Regions from separate parts of the Mus musculus genome. Here all the other regions are linked to region 2. Evidence: chromatin contacts called from public Hi-C and HiChIP or PLAC-seq data. All regions are on one chromosome and are shown on one strand. Each heading gives the region's core, a stretch centred on a gene start, on an enhancer-like site or on the middle of the called end of the contact. The rest is flanking DNA. Distances are from core to core; before and after follow the strand shown.

What was found. Hi-C and Micro-C count contacts between places; a contact is called where the count stands out from the background. HiChIP or PLAC-seq counts read pairs in DNA pulled down with a chosen protein or histone mark.
Region 1: a contact with region 2 is called in an H3K4me3 HiChIP or PLAC-seq map of embryonic forebrain, with 5 times the contacts expected there. The contact joins two enhancer-like sites. A contact is called at or near these places in 7 of 115 datasets of contacts at active chromatin or transcription factors (differentiating embryonic stem cells, embryonic basal ganglia, embryonic forebrain and 4 more).
Region 3: a contact with region 2 is called in a Hi-C map of cerebral cortex, with 4 times the contacts expected there. The contact joins two enhancer-like sites. A contact is called at or near these places in 2 of 484 Hi-C or Micro-C datasets (cerebral cortex and cortical neurons) and 2 of 115 datasets of contacts at active chromatin or transcription factors (astrocytes and forebrain).

The regions. Positions count from the first base shown.
Region 1 is chr1:42,627,314-42,631,901 of GRCm38.p6, forward strand. It overlaps Gm30248 (a long non-coding RNA gene), which reads right to left. Exons shown (of 3, transcript XR_373380.2): 2 at 2,336-3,039. Among named protein-coding and RNA genes, the nearest start is that of Gm30248, 10 kb to the right of the region's middle. Within about 2 kb of position 2,843, at least 32 of the 459 cell types and tissues checked have an H3K27ac peak or open chromatin away from gene starts, as enhancers often do. A contact at or near this core is called in embryonic forebrain and oligodendrocyte precursor cells, where this site is marked.
Region 2 is chr1:41,808,380-41,812,783 of GRCm38.p6, forward strand. All of the region lies in intron 1 of Gm29260 (a long non-coding RNA gene), which reads left to right. Among named protein-coding and RNA genes, the nearest start is that of Gm29260, 68 kb to the left of the region's middle. Within about 2 kb of position 2,427, at least 42 of the 459 cell types and tissues checked have an H3K27ac peak or open chromatin away from gene starts, as enhancers often do. A contact at or near this core is called in cerebral cortex, cortical neurons, embryonic forebrain and 1 more, where this site is marked.
Region 3 is chr1:41,023,450-41,028,378 of GRCm38.p6, forward strand. No RefSeq gene overlaps it. Among named protein-coding and RNA genes, the nearest start is that of 4930448I06Rik, 160 kb to the right of the region's middle. Within about 2 kb of position 3,597, at least 34 of the 459 cell types and tissues checked have an H3K27ac peak or open chromatin away from gene starts, as enhancers often do. A contact at or near this core is called in cerebral cortex and cortical neurons, where this site is marked.

The DNA of each region.
Region 1 (4,588 bases), core at 1,593-4,092, 820 kb after region 2:
ATTATCTGCAGCTCTGGGGCCTGGGTAGACATGCAGGGTCTTCAACCCCACCTGGTCCTCCTATATTAGGAGGCTAAGACCCTGCAGGAGTGATGAGCAAGCACTTGCCACATCTCTGAAACCTTTCCATGTATATCAGCCACTAAAGTAAATCCACAGATCTTTCTTCTCTGTGGTGAAATTGGGGACCCAGCATAGTAGGTCATTTGCCCAACTGAGGGCGCAAAGCTCAAATGGGAGTGAACACTGAGGTTAATGGCTCATTTTCTTTTATTTTCTTCAAGTTGATGCACCTTTCATCTATGCTGTGTGTGTGTGTGTGTGTGTGTGTGTGTGTGTGTGTGTGTGTGTGTGTGTGTGTGTGTTATATGTTGCATGCATATGAGTGTGCCAGCATGTGTGCCCATGTACAGATATATGGCGACCACTGAAGATGTCTGGTATCGCCTGTGTGGCTCCCCACCTTCTTGCCTTCAGTCAGGGTCTGTCTCTGAGTCAGACAGTGACTTTTTAAGTGGGTTCTGTTTTGTAAGGGATTTGAACTCTGAACTCACACTCACAAGCTTGTGTTCCTTTTCACGGAGCCGTCGTCTCCCTAACTGCTGCAACTTAAAAAAACTTAATCTTAGATTCACAATTTAGTGAAAATGAGTCAGCATTCAGCTGAATTTTGAGACCTCGCTGTTCCCCTGTTTGTCATTTTGCCCACTGTTCATCCCTGGGAAACACATTGGGCTCAGGGTCTGTGCGGATGGTAGCTGCTTCTTGTCTTCAGGCTATCAGAACTGAGCAGCCTAAGCCCAGGGAAATGGACCAACCACTGGACCAGCTATAAAGGAAATTGGATGGCTTCAGAGGCCCCTCTTTAGTCCATGGCTACCATTGTCTGTAGTCTCTGTATGATCTGATGGACAAAAACCTGCAACCCCTGTGCATGGAGTACAAAGGAGAGACATCAGATCCACTGATAATTGGCATGGTTTAACAAAGTTATCATGGGATCCTTGGAGACCTCTGGATAGTCCCTGCCAACTATATTAAAAGTAAGTGACCCAGAAGGTGGGTGTAAGAAAGTAATTTTTGGATAAAATCAGATAAAAGGGGGTTTCCAATGAGATGGGAGGGATGCAAACACGATCTGAGATACTAACCAAATGGCAGGTTTGAGGTTTAATTTTTCTTCTTAATCTTTTTCCTTTGGAAATAATTGTATCTTTTTTGCAGTCCATTCCAGCCTGCCAACCCTTGAGCTACATGTAGTCTGTATTTGTCAAACTATGAGTGAGCAGATCAAGCCAAAGATGAAAAATAAGGACAATCTCCCATGAGATCTGTGTCAGGATGCCCCTTCCCCAGAGATGCAAAAGCTGTGTAGCTGAGTCCCTGGAGTCCACTTGAGTGGATGAAGCCACCACCCAATACTCCCTTTTCCACCCTGGCTACTCCTCAAATGGCTTCCCTTCCTTTCTTCCTCTCTCTCTCTCTCTCTCTCTCTCTCTCTCTCTCTCCCTCTCTCTCTCCCTCTCTGCCATGCAGAGCACTAGGCCTTTCTCAGACACTTCATCCCCGCTCTGGGCACGATGAGGAGTGAAATGTGCCTCTGAATAGAGAAGAGAAGACAGGGTGGATTAATGGCAGAAGAGTAACACAGCCCTCGCAGAACAAAACGAGGGTGACCCGGACGAAACAAAGCGCCACAATAGATCATTTCTGAGAAGTCACCCGGCAGCTTTGAAACCACAGGCTGCGTGCTCCGGGGCAGTGAGTGTCACATCCATGGCTTTCAGGAGGCATGAATGGACGGGAACAGTAACTCTTTTTCATGCCTCTTTCAGAGGGCTTGTCGGTGGAGAAGGATTTACCATTCAATTCCCATACTTTTATGTGGGAAATTAGGAATTTGCCCCTTTAAAAGAAATTGCCTTTTAAACTCTTCATAAATTGTGGCGGTTTTATAGATTTACCCAAACTTCTTCTTCCTTCATGTCCTTCCACTTATATATCATTTTTAAATATTCATAAATACAGAGAGAGAGAGAGGGAGAGAGAGAGAGAGAGAGAGAGAGAGAGAGAGAGAGAGAGAGAGAGAAAACTCTCTTCTCCTCTTTGCTCAAAAATCTATTCAAGGCATGTCCCCGCAATAGAGACATTTCAACTTTCTGTCCCATGCCCAGTTGGATTCCCCCCCCCCCCATGGCTGTGTTATTTCACCATTTTTCATGAAACACTCAAACTCTTTTGCAAAAAAAAAAAAAAAAGTCACTAGGGGAACTACATAGGTGGCAAGTGCTAGGCAGAGCTGGTGAGATGAAAACCGACCAGGTCACTCACTCACCCTCAGCAATGACGTAGAGTTCTGTGCGCTTCCCTCGCCAGCCCCGGCACAGGGATTGTCCGGTAAAAACACTCAAGCTTTTCTAGGAGTGGGTTGTATACCTTATTTCCAGCCACCTTGGTCCAACACTGGGCCTCCCTACCTGGCTGTTTGCTTCCCAGAAGCCCACAGTGTTTGGCCATATTAATCTCATTAACCTTCCCGATCAGTTTCAACAGCAGTGAAGACTTGAGAACGTGGAGTTCCTGGCAGAGAAGTTGAGCCTTGGCTCCCTGCCAGTACATTTGAACATTTGATCTGGCTCCCCAGGCCCCTTCCAGAGCCTTTTTTTTTTCCATAGGAAGAAAGCACAAACAAGAAAGCCTTGCCATACGAAATGCAGCCATGTGTGACTCCAAGCTTGGCCCCCCCTCCCTTCTCTTGCCAGAATGTTCCTAGTCCCCGGTCCTTAGAGCAGAGGGAGCAGCTGAGATGATGATGCCTGCCTTTCTCTGGGGTCGGTCGGTCGACCATGCAGCACCTTGGGCACAGTCCCCCAAACGGAGCAGCCTTTAGGCAAGAGATGGAAAGAGGAGAGGGTTGGGGGAGGGGAGCAGAAGGCCTTCCTCATCAGCAGGTCTATAAGGCCAGACGAGGTGATGGGGGCTTCGAAATACTTCCTCCTGTGCAAATGCTGACAGTGGACCTCTGTTCTTTCAGGTTTCCTAGATTAGAAAAACAAAAACAAAGAAGGCTCTAAATCAGTGGTTCTCAACCTGTGGGTCTCGACCCTTTCACAGGGGTCGCCTAACACCATCAAAGACAACCAAGATTTGCATTAAAATTCATAACCGTAGCAAAATCACAGTTATAAAGTAGCAACAAAATAATTTTATGATTAAGGGGGGGGGGTCACTAAAGCATGAGGAACTGTATTAAAAGTTTGCAACATTAAGAAGGTTGAGAACCACTGCTCTAAATAGACTTGACTGGAATGAATTCAGACCCTGACATCACTTCTCTGGTTTTTAATAAAAAAAAAAAAATCAATTTTCTATTTCAGAGGGCATTAACAAGCTGAGAATGAAGGGCCCAGGACTGACTGCATCACACTCTGAACCTGGAGATGGAACTAGCTCCTTCCCTGTTGATAATCATGTCAAAAGAGATATACTACTGCTTCTTGATTTTAATTTAATTTTCTTTATATAGTGTGCATGTGTCTGGGCAAGTGTGTGAGCACATGTGTATGAAGGTGCCCACAGAAGGCACAGAGTACATTAGATCCCTCTGAGCTGTGGTTATATGTGTCTGTAATCTTCTTAACATGGGTGCAGGGATCTAAGCTCTGGTCCTCATGAAAGAGCAGCTAGTCCTCTTAACTTCTGAGCCAGAAATATTGGCCTTATCAGAAGTAATATTTGCCTTAAAATTAATTCTTTGGGGTTCAAGTTCCATAGTAAAGTTCTTGACTACATACGTGACTGAGACCCTGGGTTCCATCCGTAGCTTTGAAAGAAAATTCAATTAATATTTGAAGAAAATGGAAGCTCTTAAATATAGGTTTCAGTTGCCTGTAAAAAATAGGCAGCTTTAATGATCTGGGAAGGTTTGATTTGTAATTTAAAGTATTTGTTTTGATTATGTTTAATTTAAATATATGTTATCATTAAGCATATATTGCAGTGTGCTTAACTATTTAATTTTAAATTTCAGTATTTCCACTTCTTTACTGTCTCTAAACTTAGAAGAACTTTCAAAGTCCAGGCCCCTTAGGAGCTTTCTAATCCCCATGGCAACAACTCTCACATCACTCAGAAGCAGCAGCAAGGCTCAGCACCTCTAGGGAAACTCTTTCATCAGCCTGGCCCACACCACGGAAGCAAGCACACTGAAGGTGACATCACCCTGAGCTCCTAAGCAGCACCTCCAGCCATTTGGAATTGGGACAGCATGCTGCTTAAGAATCCTTTCTTCCAATGGAACCTTTAAGAAAATCAGCTTCTGCTTATAACTATGGACAAGTTTAAATATATGGCTACAGAAATTCTTCCTTGATTTTGCTTACAACGTTTTCAACCTGCAAAAGCTTTCTTTGTAAAGTCTCATTTCTGTTATTGTGGCAAAATGCCCTCGCACAGGTAATTTAAAAGAGAATGGGTTTTCTATGCCTTATATGTTCCAGGGTAGACACTAGTCCATCATGGCCTGGCAACTAGATCAAGGCCATTGGCTCACATTGCATCGTCAATCCAGCAACAGAAAGCAATGAGG
Region 2 (4,404 bases), core at 1,177-3,676:
AAAAGTGATGATGGTCAGCTGTAAGTAGGGACACTTCTTACTTATATCTTCAGTGATGCTAATTCACTTTGTGATTATTAATTTTGTGGCTACTTTTCTTCCTTGAGACTTAGAATCATTGTTTTAGAAGTATCAGACACTTTTGTCTTTTGTATTTTTTTTTCTGTAAAGGAATAGATTAGCATAGGTCCTCATTCACACACCCAATAGTGCTATTAGTCCTCCAAACAGGAAATTTGCAGGGATTCTGAAACTGATAAATCCACTCTCATGTAAAGTCTCTCAGAGCTTCAAAGTTTCCTTGTTTCAGAAAAGATCCGCCTATGTTCTGTCAGTATTTACTACATGATTTAGTTAAGTCTCTCTGTCAAGATGGTGGGAGCCTTTGGGTTGGGCAAATCAAAACTCAGCAAGACCAAAATAAGATAAGAAAAGTGTCTCTTCTGCTGCATGGTTAGAGGAGAAATTACCATCCTTCAGATTCCTCATTGATTTCACGTTTTAGAAGTCTATTGTGACAGATCATGTACGTCTTTCCATATCTGATTTATTTTATTTCCCCCAAGCTCCAGTTCTACACATTCGCTCAGCTCTAATGCAGTCTCCAAGGAAGCAGCTCACTTCAGTCTCCGCTGAGATCCTATCAGGCCCTGCAGGACCCCTTTCAGTGAAGCGGGAGATAAGCATACTTCATTTTCCCTAGCCAGCTGCCTGCAGACATTTGGACAGAGTCCATAGTGGGATCTAAAGGAGAACTCAGACTTACCTCTACACTGTATCTGTACACATTTGTTATGCTACTGAAAATGTAATGATATTCAATATTAATATCAACTTTAATTTTTTGAACTTTCTTAAATGTTTAAAAATAATCACTTTATTTTCTTCAGATCAATACTTAATCTCCCCGAAAAGTTTATTTCCTTAGTCATTACACTAAACAAAAACAGGTATTTTTTTGTTTTGTTCTGTGGGGGGGGGGGGCATGTATTAGGGGAACGCACTTAACAATTGTTAAGAATAGGCCGTGTGTGTCTTTGGATCCTATTTTTACCAAAGAATTCAGTAGGGAATGTTGGTCACTAGACCCTAGTAGTTGTAGTTAGGATATACTCTACATTAGTCATTTTTCACACCATGTGAGGAAACCTCACTAAATTTAGCATGATTAAATTTGAGCAGAACTATATATTAATATTTCATTTTCAATTAAGTGAAAGAAAATCTACCTGGGATAATAAACTTTATCTGTATATTGTGTCTGTAGAGAGAAAAAAATTGATACTTTATTTAGAAATACTAAAACTCACAAATCCATGATATCAATACTTTAGCAGGCAAGCAAGAAGGGCCAGTATTTTGGATCTCTTATTAAGATTAAGCAGAGTCGCTTCCTTGTGGATAACTTTGCGCATTTCTATGTGGTTAAAACCAGCTGAGAGAGGCGAGGAAAGCTGAGCTATCACTTTTGTTTTATTTTATTTTTTAAAGTGGCTACTGTAGTGGCAAAGGGCACCACCGGCTTCTTTATTGTTACACCACCAGTTCTGACACGAGGGTGACAAACATCATTAGTTTTCTGTTGTAGCTATTGTTGCTTTTGATGACGGCTTCTACAGGGGCCATGCTGCATTCACGCTTTGAGTTCTATGAAGGGACTCCTGAGCTGCCCTGGGACAACCTTGCCAGGTGTAAGGAGCATGGCCCTTGATCTTTGTTGTTCTAGCTGCATGGAATTTCCCTTCCAGCCTTGGCTGGGGAAAGTCCTATTAAGTGCTTTTCACAATTTTCTTGTATTCGTGGGTTTCTTTTATTAAACCAGATACAAGTTGTGACACGATATTAATTCAATCACTAATAACAGACTGGGATCGCGAATCTATGTCAGCAGGTTGGTGTTGATGAAGCCGTAGACATTGCTAGAATATCCTTTTAAATGCTTGCTAAATTTTATTTCTGCGGTGATAGACTGCTGGGTTTATCCCCACCCCACACCCCACCCCACTTTTCTCTCAATCAAAAAAAAAAAAAAAAAAAAAAAAAAAAAAAAAAAGAGCACAAGTGTCCCTCTATGTATGAGCTCTGCAGTCCCAGCTTCTCTGTTGCAAGGCTGGCTGGCAACCACTAGAGGGGAGGAGACAGCCGGATTTATTGAAGGCTCCAGCAGAGATGGATGGTGGGGAAGGCGTCAGAGGAGGAGGTGCCAAGCAATTGAAGTGGGTTATAAAGGTTTGCAAAAACAGGGGAAAATAGACTTCTTAGGATATGCAAAATTTTGCTTCATATAAATGAGAACTGACTGGAAGAGTGGTTAGAAGGTTGCAGCGCATGTACCTGTAATTCTGTAGTCCTAAGAATTAGTAAGGCGAGCCATGAAATCCGAGTTAACACTTATGAAAACAAATGGCTCTTTCCCCAGGACTGTAGCTAATGGTCATGTGCGAGAAAGAACAGCTACTGGGGGAGAACAGGAAAGGAGTCTAAAACGATCTGTCTGTTTTGAGTAAAGAGGAGTCCAGGGGCATACAGCTCATTTCCTAAAGCATGCCAAAACTTAACCCTGTTCACGTCTCTTAACCCCTTACATTCTGGGGCCAAGAGAGAAACAGAGGAAACATCCCAGAAGTAAAATAATGATACAATATACCCAGAGAGAGGAGATGGGAGGAGGGAGGAGGTGTTTGACCTTCCTGGAATCCTGAACTACAATATCCTACTACATGGACTTAAATCAAAAAAATTGTACTGTGGGATGAGGGGGGTCACATATAGCAGTTGAAAAATACCTCTGATGCTTTTGAATCCAGCTTGACCTCTTTGATCTTTAATTTTGGGGAAACTAAAAGGAAATAAATATACTTAATGTTAGTATTGTTAAAGTATTGCAGTGTGGAGCTGGGGACTGTTCTGTGTGCTCTCCTGAGCATAATTGCACTGAGATCATCCTGTTTCCATTTTGAAAGCCACTGGCAATTACTGGAATACAATGTATCATGCGTTTGCTCACTGGATATAAAACCTATATACTAATTCGCAATAAAATGTAACAGCTGTCAGTGCATTTTCTGCTCTGTTACTTCAATAAATTGGAACTCTGACTAGAAAATGGGAATGTTGCGTTTTTACACAGTCTGTAATGTGTTTGCTTTTTGCAAATACAATTTATTTTTTTCATGACAAAAATTGTAGTTTGTTATTACTGCTAGTGGATAAATATTCCTATATCAGAATGAATTACATATGGTACCTGTAAAGAAGTAGTAATATTTTCTCTTTTTTATGGTAGCCTGTCTTCAGTAAACAAAATACACTTAACCTACTTCTGTCGCATACTGAGGTTCCCACCCCCCATCATGATGGCTGTGTGCTGAGAGTAGGAAAAGATGCATGAGGTTTTTTTTTTTTTTTTTTTTTTTTGTTTGGTTTTTTTTTCCTGTAATCTCAGGTGCCTGGATCTATCAGTAACATTTATGTCCAGACACTATCACACCCTACAGAGTTTATTTTTGTTTAAGTTTCAAATGTCTTCCCTCGTGCCTTGACTATGCAGATTTCCTTAGGATGCTGAAGTAATGTCTTTGAGTTTTATTTAAAATAAAAATGCATGAACATTTCTGTAATTCTGTTACTTGAGGTCAGACTTTTCACAGATAATTAGCCTTTTACACACTGTGAAATCAACCTGCATTGGTTATTTGGCTCGACTCTATGCTTCTGTTCTTTATTTCCCAGAAGGTTAACGCGCTGAAAATCTAGCTTCAAGCTCATAGTACTGTCTCTTTGTGTTGCTAATTATCCTGTTGTATAATTATTAATATCAGGAGCAGGAAGAGGAAACATGCACACCAAATAGTCGTGAATGCTGGTGTTCTGGCAGGAAGCAAGCCCTGCATTAATAAAATGTGCCTGTGCCAATATCACAGGAGATGGGAGCGTTCCTTGTTAAGGACCATTTATTAACTGAGATCATCTTTTAGTTCGCCTTGGGGTAATGACTGATGTCAATGGCAAATTTCACAGTTGTCTAGAGAAATGAATTAAATTTGTAATAAAAAGCCCTTCGGCTTGTTGTACATGTTCATTTATTGGCATAGTTGAACTAAGAGAACTGTAAGGCAACTGAGAACGTCGGCTTAATTTTCCTTACATATAATAGTGACCTTTAGCTCCATATTGAAAAAGTTACCTATTATAGACTGGTAAATTAAATGAGAAGTTCCTTTAATGCAAAATAAACCAGATGGCTAAGCTAAGTTAAATGGCCTTTGAGCTTGTAAGATCCTTGGTAGAAAAATATTCTTTCTTCTTGAATAGGGAGAGGTCTTCTAGTTAAGCCTTCATAAAATAAGTGACGGGACATAAAAGCAGGTGAAGGCAATCATTCAGTGTGAGACGGCGAGGTCT
Region 3 (4,929 bases), core at 2,347-4,846, 780 kb before region 2:
GTGTGTGTGTGTGTGTGTGTGTCTTTTATCTGAGGATCCAAGGGAACCAGGGTGGTAGCATGGTCTGCCTGGAGCTTAAAGCAGGGTAGTAGAAACAACACGCTACAATGATCACAATCATTTTATTTAGTCTCCAGACATTTGGAGATATTTCTGTAATTTTTGCTTGTCTGATGAAGCCTTTATTCCTCTTTTAGCTTTGAAATAAAATTTCATGGGTACAAAATACTAGGTTGGTATGTATTTTTGCCTTTCCACATTATAAATACTTTACTCCATGTTGTTTTACTTTCCTGATCTCTGGAAAACTACATACAATTCTTAGTTTTTTCTTTTCTATTTATACTGTATTTTATTTTCTGTTGAATTCTTTCAAGTTTCTTTATTTTTGATTTTCTGAAGCTTTAGTATGCTTGCATGTATTTTTATGGTGGGCACACACCCACATTTATTGTACATGCTGCTTCTTGTGTTCTGGGATCTATCCATCCATCTATCTGTGTATCTATCATCTAGGTATCTATATATGCATGCATGCATGCATGCATGTATCTATGTAAGTATGTATGTATGTATATATGTATGTATGTATGTATGTATGTATGTATGTATTGCTTTTATAGTTCTTTCACAGTTCCAGGCTATATTTTAGTTTTTCTCTTTTTCTCGTTCATGTTCTGTCTTGGAACTTTCTTCTGTATGATCATCAAACTCTTGTATTCTTTCTCTAGCTACATTTATTTATTTCATTTGCAGTGTTTTGGGAACTAACCATTCTGTTTCATGTTTTTTTTTAATAGAAATTTTACTTTTGTTTGCAACACTAGTCCATTCTCTTATACTGTCCACATTTCTCATTAACTTTCTCAGCATAGTCATCATGATGATTCAAATTCAATATTCAATATTCTTTCCATATCAAATTAGTTTTGATGTTCCTTTCATGGTTTTGATGGAATTCTTCACCTTGTGGCTTTTTGTTAGTAGGTATGAAGAAGAAAGGCGTTTTCCCAGTGAGGAATACACTAATGTGATTGATTCTGGTTCAATAGTCCTCTCAATCCATCCCTTTTCCTTTCCCTTTTAGGACCATAAGAAGATGAGCGAAACCACCGGCATTATGGGAAATACCACAAAAAGTATGGCTGAGCACATCAGAATTTTACCTCTCAGTCTTGTGCAGCAGCAATAGCATCTGTTAGTTCCCCTCCCCTAGCACTGCCTCAGTCTGCGCTCCCTGCTCTGCTAAGGACTGATTCACCAAACTATCTGTCTCTAATTTTGGGGGGAGTGGTTTGTCCCATCGCCCCATTTCTCTTACTGACCTAAAGAAAGTTTCTAAGAACAAAAACAACAACAAAAATTACTTCTGCTTCTTAATTTTTATGGTGGGGTGGCAGCTCCCGATGTCTTTGCCTGCACCATCAGCTGGAGAATTGTTTTTAGTACACAAAGTTGTATGTGTTTCCACAAAACCCTTAGTCCTGGAAAAAACTTAGTAATTTGTCATTGCATGAATGTTTCCTAATTCACTAATCCATTTTGATGATCATGGGCATTGACGTACTGTTCTTCCATATTTTCTGCTGTTGTGAATAGAGCAGCTGTATTTGTGTATTTGTTTCAAGGGTGCACTGAAACATCTCTGTGTTTAAATGCATACAAATGGAATCCTGGGTCTAAGTTACAGGTATTTTCAATTTCTATACATACTCCTAATTGATTGCAAATGTTACAGTGCCACTTACACTTTGTCTGTTAATATTTGAGAATTGGTCAGACCCAGACCATGTACTGTGGTAGTGCAGGGTATTTGTAATTAGCATTGAACTAGAATGCTGCAAATCAAAGCAGTTTTGTGGTTTGGCTAACTGGAAGCCTATGTCAATCAGACTGGACTCTGACATGTATTGTTTGCGGACATCAGAGCTGTCTTGTGCCAGGGAAATCGCTTCCCTTAAAAGAATGATAGGAACTTCATAGGAAGACTAGCAGAGTCAAGAAACGTGTACCCTTGAAAGCTTTCAGAGACCTATCTACCAACCAAAGAGAATGCACATGCTGGCAAGGCCCCAGGCAACATATTTAGCAGATGTGCAGCTTGGTCTTCATGTGGGTCCCCCAACAACTGGAACAGGGGCTGTCCCTAAAGCTGTTGCCTGTCTGTGGAATCCATTCCATTAACTGGGCTTCCTTGCCTGGCCTCAGTGGGAGAGGATGTGCCTAACCCTTCAGAGACTTGATGGGCCAGGGTAAGGGGAGATCCCTCCCTTTCAGAAGAGAAGGGGAGTGGGGGAAGGAAGGAGAGACTATGTGTTTTTTTTTTGGGGGGGGGGACAGAAGGGAGGGCTGTGACTGGGATGTAAACTGAATAAATTAGCTAATTAATGGGAAGAAAGAGGAATGTTCTAGACTATGCCTGAATGAGCAGAGTTGAGTAGGGACACCATAGTTTAGAGACATTGGCAACGTTAACTTGAGTGAACTAATCCCAACCTCCCATCCTTGGCACATCACTAAAATCAGAAGGGATTTAGGGTGACTCATGGACACTGTCAACCTCGACCACATCTTGCTAAGGTAGAGATGTAGCCAGAGTGCAGAGGCAAGCCCAGCTGTTGTCCTGATAATGCATGAGTTAGGTTCTCCTTGAACATGTTGAGTCCCTCCTACTTGTTAGTGGTGGTGGATTTATATTAGACAGTAGAAAAGGACAAAGTCCTGTCCAGTTTTGCCAAGCTTATGAAGAAACTACTGTGTATTGTTTGGGTATTTTGATTGTCTCCTAGCCCTGGTAAGATTGTCCGAAGCTTGCCAAGCCAGATGCCATGGAGACAAAGTCTTATCTACCTCCTTAGACACCTGGTCCTTGAACATCAGCCAGATGCTTCCGAGATGCTTAGAACAATAGAGCTAAGACTTTGCCAGGACATTCTGTGGTTGACTTCTTGTGACATACCAACTCTGTGTGGCCCTGATAAAAAACAGAGGCTGTAGGAGAGAGAGAGAGAGAGAGAGAGAGAGAGAGAGAGAGAGAGAGAGAGAGAGAGAGAGAGACTGTTAGTGTTGGTTATTAGAGGCACAAGCTTTACTTCTGCCATTCAAGGTCCTTCTGAATTGAATTCGCTTTCTTCTTGGATATTACAGCTGATCTCCTTGGATCACAAATGGAACTTTTCTCACTCCTTTGAACTCTCACCTGAACAGACTCTCTCATTGTTCCTTTCTCTGTTGTTTTTGTTCTCCTTGACCAATTTGACCCATGGCCTGTGTGATGCTCTGATCTGCCTGTTGCCAGGTTTCATCTTAGCCCTTTCTGCTTTCCCAGGTCATGACCTCAAATTCAAGAATGGCAACCAAGCACAGAGCCTGATGGTTTCCACTCATAGATGACAGTGTGTTGTTTGTGACTCCTTACTAAGAATTGAACCTAAACCACCCTCCCAGCAAGGTTTGTGGAAGGACGTCACTTCTCATCTTGCCTAGAAGATACAGAATGGGTGACGATGTCTGAGGAAGGAGTGGATCACTTCATCCTCCTGGCTTGTGAATTCAGTCATGGGTCACCTAGCAACAGGAATATGCTCTGAGGAGTGCAGCACTGGATAGTTTGTTATGGTGCTAACACCATTGCCAATACAAATCACATGCCCATGACGGTAGGCGATGCAATCTTGTGGAAGCAAGAGGGGGCGCTTGGGACTGAAGCAGTCACAGACTGTTTTTAGAAGAAATGGGTGTGCAGAATCCCAGGACTCCCCCAGGCAACAAACAACTTCCTCCATGCTGCCTTCACATCCACATTCAAAAGCTGCTTGGATTTTATAATGGTCTACAGAGTCACACAACACATAAGTGCCAGATAGGGCTTCTGCTTAAGATAGACATTTGAAAAGTGAGGCATTTGGTTGGGGGGCGGGGGGGGGGAATTTTTCCCCCTCAAAATACTTTCCTGGGCTTAATAGCCAGAAAGTCAAAAGAAAAATAAAAGACTTTCTTTTTTTTTTTAAAGCAATTTTTATACTGTTTTGAATACCCTGCAATAAGTCACCCCTCCCGGCATAGATGGCTCTATAGCAGCACCCCTATCAGTTGCTTTTGCTCCAGTGACAATTCCACTCAGTGTTCTGGAGACTGGGCTCAGGGTCATCCCAGGCCACTGGGAAGCTTGCAGGCCAGGTCTAGGCACAGTGGATTTGGCTGTCTCGCTGTAGTACCAGCTGGTTGTCTATGGTAGGAGAGAATTGAAAGAGTGTTTTACACCATGGAAATTGTCTTCCAGGCCCAGATGGACCGTTGCTGTTCTAGCTTTGACAGGCCAGGATAGATATATTCAGAAAGCCTTCCAGCTATTTAGTAACTCTTCCAAAACACTGTCAGCACCCATGCTAGCACGCAGGGAGTGGGAAGGAAGTCTAGGGAGGAAACTAAGCCGAGTTAGTATATATTTGCATAATTAGCTCCCAGTGAATGGATGTGTGCTTGGGGGAGGGAAGAGGTCTTTGTGGACACTAAAAACCAGACAGTGGTTGGAAACTCCCTGGGCTAGCCAGGTTTGACCGCCCCCCCCCCCTTACACAAACTCTTGTGTGTGTGTGGGTTTTTGTTTTTTATTTTTTGGGTTTTTTTTTTTTTTTTTTTTTGTATCCAGTTAAAAAGAGCAACATGCTCTGAAACCAACTCACCTGTGAGCCTAAAAGCTAAGTTTGGAACTCAGGCTTGGGGGATTTGCTCAGTTTTCCCCAGGGGAGAGGGGTCAGGTGGGATCTACCAGAGCCTCCTGGGAGTTTGGGGGAGGGTGGTTGGATGGCAGCAGGCTCTGTCTGGTCATAATCCCCTATCTGGGATCAAAGATGCTCTACAAATACAAGTATTTAAACACAAGATTATAAAGATACTGTAGAATTTGTGGCAGCAGTGCCTTGCATT